2 separate regions of the Triticum aestivum genome follow, and region 2 is linked to region 1. Evidence: chromatin contacts called from public HiCAR-type data. All regions are on one chromosome and are shown on one strand. Each heading gives the region's core, a stretch centred on a gene start, on an enhancer-like site or on the middle of the called end of the contact. The rest is flanking DNA. Distances are from core to core; before and after follow the strand shown.

Region 1 (3,331 bases), core at 238-2,737:
TAACTTTGTACTAAAGTTAGTACAAAGTTGAGTCATCTAATTTGGAACGAAGGGAGTATCTCTTTATTAGTATTATCAATATCGATCTGGTGTAGTATCTCATATTGTTTCGTCAAAAAATCTGGTAGCCATAATACTGCCAATTGTGCTGCATGTTTGAAAGCTCAATCCATTCCCATGCTGCCTTGGGATTTATTTTATTTTTATTTTTGCAAAAGGAGAATAATAGGGGGTATATTCCAGATCTAGCTGCTAGTGTAGACTACATTATATTTGCATGCAATGATGCAAAAACATATTTAGTCGGTCCCATAATATAAGACGTTACTACATCCAAATACATAACGTCTTATATCATGGGACGGAGGGAGTATATGTTAATCCATTTGTTTTTAAATATAAATCTTTTTTGAGATTTCAATATAAATATATATATATATATATATATATATATATATATATACTTATTTTAGAATGTAGATCCACTCATTTTACTTCATATGTAGTCCATATTAAATCTCTAAAAAGACTTTTAGTCCTATAAGATCGATGCTTACATGTCTTGTAACTTGATATCTATTCTATAAATAAGGCACGTATTACCATGCAATTTTTTTTAAAAAAATACTTACATTTAGAAATGAAGTGAGTATATAATTTTCGAACGTTGACCAACACCTTGGGTCCTGGATCCAAAATTTCAGAAGAGACGAAGTATCCAAGATCATCTTGAGAAAACGAAGGGATGTGTGGTAGGAGCGCCAATACAAAATATTATCCAGCAATGGCGTTTTCTTCTTGCGAGCAATCACAGGTGGAAGAACGAGAGGGCGTGAGAGTTTTCAACGTCCGCGTACGTGCACCCGGAGCCCCGGGACGGGCCCACCTGCCAGAGAAACTGCATGGCTGGTACCGTGGCGCGAGGTCACGTCAGATGACCCATTGGTCGGCCCTTTCTGCATCTTTTTACCTCCTTTTCTTCACTCTCGTGGGGAAAAGAAAAGGAGAAAGTGACGACAGGAGCACCGGGCTGCAGTGCAAGCATCTGCGGGGAGAGGTCAATCCGATCCGACGCAGGTGGGTCGAAAGTGATGCTGGGGACGTAAGGAAAAGAACAGGTGTCGATCACTCATAGTCATAGCGGTCTGAATGAAAAGTTTTTTTTTTCTCTTGATGAATGAAAGATTATATTTATTAAATGGAAAAAGTGGAAGCGCAGATAAATCCAAGGGTTACGAGATAAGACCGGAGGAAACCGGCTAGATTTTTTTGCTCCTCCGAAAGCAAAAGGTTTTGGCGGTTTCCGCTGGTGGGTGGCGTGATTAGCGGCCAGACTCTCTCTTTTCGTTTTTTGGATGGAGGGCTGCGGCCTCTCTCGTGCGCTCTGTAGGCTTGATGGGCCTTTTCTTCCAAGTCCTGGAGCCCAAGTGGTCTCAGGCTCTTAGCCCAGTTGGGCCTTGTAAACGTTGCACGTTGCTCTGTTTTTCGCGTACCTTGGAGGAGTTCTCTCTCAAAGAAAAAACCCGTACCCTGGAGGAGTCCGGATTTTGGATGAGGCGCGCAGCGTGCGGTGGCCGACGGCGAGACGGCGCAAGCAGCGACACGCCCTCCTGACGGTGGCCTCGCGGCGGCGGATTCGTCGACAGCATAGCGGGACAGGAGCTCGCGGCGAGGCGGCGACTTCGGACCTCGCGGCGGCCGGCAGGCTGCGGCATCCGCCACCCGGCGCTGCAGCAGGACGGGAGCTCTGACGCAGCGACCAACAAAGTGAGTTCGATATGAATCCTTAGACTCCAACTAGGCATGTCTCTGTCTGATGGTTATTCGAGAAAAAAAAATCTGTCTGATGAGAAACAAACGCTCACTCTAGAGTCTAGAATCGTGACCAATCGAAACCCCCAACTCTGAGTTCAACGCATAGTCCAGTCAGTGTGCCTGAATTTTGTGTCTGTTCATTGGTCAAATGCCATGTGTTTGCACTGGGCTTGTTTTTCTACTACTCCTTGACAGGAACTAGCTAACTCTGTCGGTGTTCATCAGAGGAAAATTCACAGGGTGCCGGTGCCACCACTAGGTGTTTTGCACTGAATTGTTCTTCTACTCTGAAAATCCACAGGGTGTGAATCCTGTGGCCACCGGCTAGCGGGACTGGGCCGTGGCACCTCGCGCGCGACCTGTTCGACAAATTGCCGTGGCCGAGCTGGTCTCCTCCTGCTATGGCGATGGCATTGCTAGGCGCCACCCTCTGCCGGCCACTATTGCCGTGTCCCTCCACCTCCGGCTCCCTGGTGTTCAGGCCTAATTGCTTTGAGTTCCCTCGTCCGTGCCACACAGGTGAGCGACACCCGCGGAACGCCTTCCGGCTTCTCTTCGTGCCTTATGCACCGGCTCATGCCTAGCTGCCAGTGTCATGTGCTCCTTCCTCTCTGTCTTTCTGCGCGCAGGCGTGGTGGCACACCGGCGCGGAGCGTACCTGAGGATGGAGGCTACGGCGAGGCACGGCGCACGGAAGGAGAACGCCAAGGTCAGGAACCGCCGGCTGCAGAAAAAGGTACGGTGCTGGTCACCTCAGGATTGGGTTGTGGGTTCCAAGTTCCAGCCACACACCACCAGCAAATCTGAAGGGAATTCTCTTTGGCTGCAGTACAATGGCACGGCGGCCAAGCCCAGGCTGTCGGTCTTCTGCTCCAACAGGCAGCTCTATGCCATGCTCGTCGACGACCATGGCAAGAAGATCCTTTTCTATGCCAGCACCCTGCAGGAGGAAATCTGTGGCGATCCGCGATGCAGCACCGTGGTAATCCAGACCACCCCTCTTCGTCCTCGGTCCAACTCGCATTGCATTTGCATCTGAAGCAAATACCTGCACGGTGCGTCACCTGAACTTGAGCTGTTTGTTGTTGGCGAGCAGGAGGCCGCTCGGAGGGTCGGGGAAGAGCTGGTGAAGGCGTGCATGGAGCTGGACATCTCCGAGGTCTCGTGCTACGACCGCAACGGGTTCGCTCGAGGGGAGAAGATGATGGCGTTCGAGGACCCGGTCGCGCAGCACGGGTTCCTGCCCAGATAGCTAACTTATGAGATCCTTGGGAGGCTTGCACCAGCTGCTCAACGTAGCAGACTATTTGGTGAAGAGCAGGAGTGTAGCCTGTAGGAAGTTGTTTACTCTGTGAATTGCTTCACGTATGATTCACATAGCTCATAGTACTTGATATTTCACATCATATGTTATTATGGCAGAAATCACTGGCAACGATAAAATGTTCTCCACTGTCATGTGAAATAAAGAACTCTTCAAAAAAAACTTGAGAACACATGCCTATATCAATATATC
Region 2 (3,285 bases), core at 344-2,843, 310 kb before region 1:
CTGGGGTGCAGAGAGGATCACCGGGCAGAGCGGCCCTTATCCTCTGAAGGAAGTGGGAGGCGGCCGATATGCTCTTGCTCTTGCGGCGGCCTGCGCCGACGGGCACGTTGCGCATGGCGCCTCCGGCCGTCCAGTACCTCTGGCAGTTCTTGCAGAAGTGGCGCGGCTGGTTGATGTTGTAGTTGTTGTAGTAGCAGAACTTGGTGTCCATGCTGCTACAGCGTGGGCAGGGCAGGATCTTGTCAGGCTTCTTGAGCTTCTCCTTCTGGTTGGCCGTGTCCCCCTGTTCTTCGTCTTGTTGATCTGCTGCTGAGTTCTTGGCAGCAGATGGATCCTCGACGTCCACAACCTCCGGCTGCTGAGGCGAGCCCATGGAGTCCTGAGGGGCGATTTCTTGCACCTTTGGTTCAGCCGTGGTGCTGCCTCTGTGCTGAAGGTCCTGTAAACATTCAGAACATCTGATGAGTTTCTTTGTATACATGTAGTCTAACTTTGCAATAATTTTGTCGTGAATTAGAGGTCCACACACACGGTGTAATATCCGGGTCATTGACCTGTGACTGCACATGCTTTCCCCCATGCCCAAGTGTAAAATTTGACAAAGTTTATTCATGTTTCGATTCTCATCCGTTAGTGAAAAGAAGCTATGGTGCTTTAATTTGCAGTGGATGATCTACACCAGAGTCGGATGCATCTGATGCTCTTGTAGGTTACGGCACCACATAGTAGTAGCTGCTTTCAGCAAAATCCTTGGAAGCACGCGAAAACGACCTATTAAAAGAGGCAAAGGCCTTTCTTTCTAAAGTCCAGATGTTCAGACAACTAGATCATGTATGTAGTACTAAAAACTGCTGCTATTAGAGAGCAGCAAAGGCGAAATTCTCTTGCTAATGGGAGCTAAACCTGCCTCCCTAACGCTTAACAGATGATGCTACCTCCCAAAATAGGCAGGGAACTCCGTGCTTTAACACCTGATGAGTAAACCAAATACGACTCCTCGCCATGATCAACTCCAAAGCCAAAGAAAACAGGCTTCAAAAATGACTTCTTCTTTTTCCTAGGCTCAGTAAACCAATCAAAATTCCCAATCCCGAGATTCTATAGGCAGACCAGATCACCTGACCTCCAAGCGACACACAAGAACACAAAGGAGGAGGAGGAGGAGGAGGAGGAGTGGACGAGCACCAACCTTGTGGACGTCTCCGGCGCCGGCGTCCGGCACGGGGATGGTCTTCCCGAACAGCTTGATCAGGCAGTCTCCGCCGGCTCCCGCTGCCGCCCTGAGCTGCCCCATCTCTCTCGCCGGCCACCTCCCAAGCAGCAAAGCCGCTCTGTTTCTTCCTTCCTCGAGGCTGTGTGCTCCTCTGCTCTGTGTTTGGATTTTTCTTGGACCAGGCCAGCTACTCCCTACCGTGCTACGCTCGCTCGCGGACAACGAGCAGTAGGCGGCGAGGTATGGCGCGATCGGAGGAGAGATTTTTGGCTCGCGGGTTGCTGGAGCTGCTGAGGGTGGATGGGATTGGGGATAGTCCAGTTTTAAGGAGGAAGAAAGGGGGGTGGGGCCCACGGGCGCGGGCAGAGAGCCACAAGTTGGGTTTGTGGCCTCAGGGGTGCGGTTTTTGATTCGCTCCACCATCTCGCTTTTGCCCCGGCGTCACCCTCAACCCCTTGCGTGGCAACCCAACGCTTGGCTGAGGCTGCATGCACAACACACTCTGCATTCGTCTTGTTTTCCATCCCTCCTCGGCTGCCTTGGTGCTTGCTTGTTGCTGGGTGAAACATGACCTGTCTCTTCTTCTTCCTCGGTCTCTCCTCTTTGGGCAGCATCGGCGTGCCATTTCCCCCCATACGGAGCGCGCTTCGAAACGGTTTAGGCTCGCGCATAGATCGACCGTTATGGGAGGTTTGGTATGAGGTACGTTTCTTGTTTGAAATGGGTTTTGAAATTTGTGTGTGCCAACGGTCCGAATATGTTGAAAAGACTCCTTTTCAAGCTTTTAGCAGATGAGTTGGGTTGGCATTAGAAATAAGCACATGGTAACTTTTTCCCTTAGTAATAATCACCAAGGAGTTCATGTTTTTTTTTACATTATATGGATGAGGAGCATAGATTCATGCACCTTTTACTGAGAAACTATTGCCTCTTGACTGTAACTCTATCACTGTGGAATAAAACTCATTTCCTCCTGCAAAAAAAGAGAAGTTGGTACACCCTACACATTAAGATTCAGTTTGGATTGAGGGCGTTTTTAAAGTTATGTCATGCCATGGTTGTTCATTTACTTGAAATCACATATATTTGTTGTGTGGCCTAGAACTATAGGATGCTCACAAGGCAAACTTAAAACATCTCTAGCCCTTTCCTTAAATTCCGATAACTACTCAAAAGATTCTTCCTCCCCCCAAAATAACTAACTTCTGCATAAATTTGAGGAACCGAGCAAACTTATGCATTTACTCTCTCTAGAACCCACCATTCAGAATGGATGTCCAGGCCCCTCTCCACCACTGCCATCAACCACTACCACCACCACCCTTCCCATCGACCATCACGGCCTCGCCGAATCTACCGATCGGGAGGAATTGTGGATACACTAATGGGACTCTCTCCGACTCATTTTCCCTGTTGTGGGTGTAGTTGTGTGCTCTCAAATGGGACGAAGAACTACTGTGTCGCACACGGAGTCAGCCTGCCCAACAAGAGCAGTTGTAGCTCGATGAACAGAACAATCTGGAGAAGGGGTGCCGTCGCCGATTTCGGCGAATCGGCATGTCCTAGAGCACATCAACGTGCCACCAGGAGATGAAGAGTACAATAACCCATTCAGTCAAAGAATTTCCCAAACCATGGTTCGTGGAGGACAAATTTTGCCTACCTCCGCAACTCCTTTCTTACACGTGTACGTCGCGATTGCTACACCCTATCAAGTTACTTTTTGGAGATATTCCCTAGGTGCAATAATAAAGTATTATTATTTCCACATTTGTAATTAATGTTTATATTTTTGTGTTATAATTGCAATGGCTCTTGAATATGAGTTGGGAGGAAAACTCAGTTGCATGTGTGGAAACATAAACACCGGATAGTTCCCTCGTCTCGCCTCTAAGACTAGATCGTGTGTTGCATGCTGATCCTCTTTTCCTTATCACAGGGTATTGCAAAGTAACAAGGATGCTAGAAACAATGGAAGAAGATTGTTAACAGAAGAATGGTGTAGGACAGACCCAACTTATGATAATATTATGAGATCTCATCGTCACTTCGTTATCATTATTACCATATCA

Evidence for each region. HiCAR-type assays count read pairs that join an accessible place to other places.
Region 2: a contact with region 1 is called in a HiCAR-type map of leaf, with 7 times the contacts expected there. The contact joins the promoter of LOC123093309 here to the promoter of LOC123093308 in region 1. A contact is called at or near these places in 4 of 5 Hi-C or Micro-C datasets (leaf and an unstated tissue) and 1 of 1 datasets of contacts at active chromatin or transcription factors (leaf).

Annotation. Positions count from the first base shown.
Region 1 is chr4B:568,870,830-568,874,160 of IWGSC CS RefSeq v2.1, reverse strand. It overlaps LOC123093308 (50S ribosomal protein L18), which reads left to right and starts at 1,487. Exons shown (of 5, transcript XM_044515233.1): 1 at 1,487-1,767; 2 at 2,117-2,334; 3 at 2,445-2,551; 4 at 2,645-2,797; 5 at 2,912-3,263. The coding sequence starts at 2,217. The coding sequence ends at 3,067. LOC123093307 (pentatricopeptide repeat-containing protein At5g61800) reads right to left here. Exons shown (of 3, transcript XM_044515231.1): 3 at 3,291-3,331.
Region 2 is chr4B:569,181,214-569,184,498 of IWGSC CS RefSeq v2.1, reverse strand. LOC123093309 (cyclic dof factor 1) reads right to left here and starts at 1,593. Exons shown (of 2, transcript XM_044515235.1): 1 at 1,190-1,593; 2 at 1-439. The coding sequence starts at 1,294.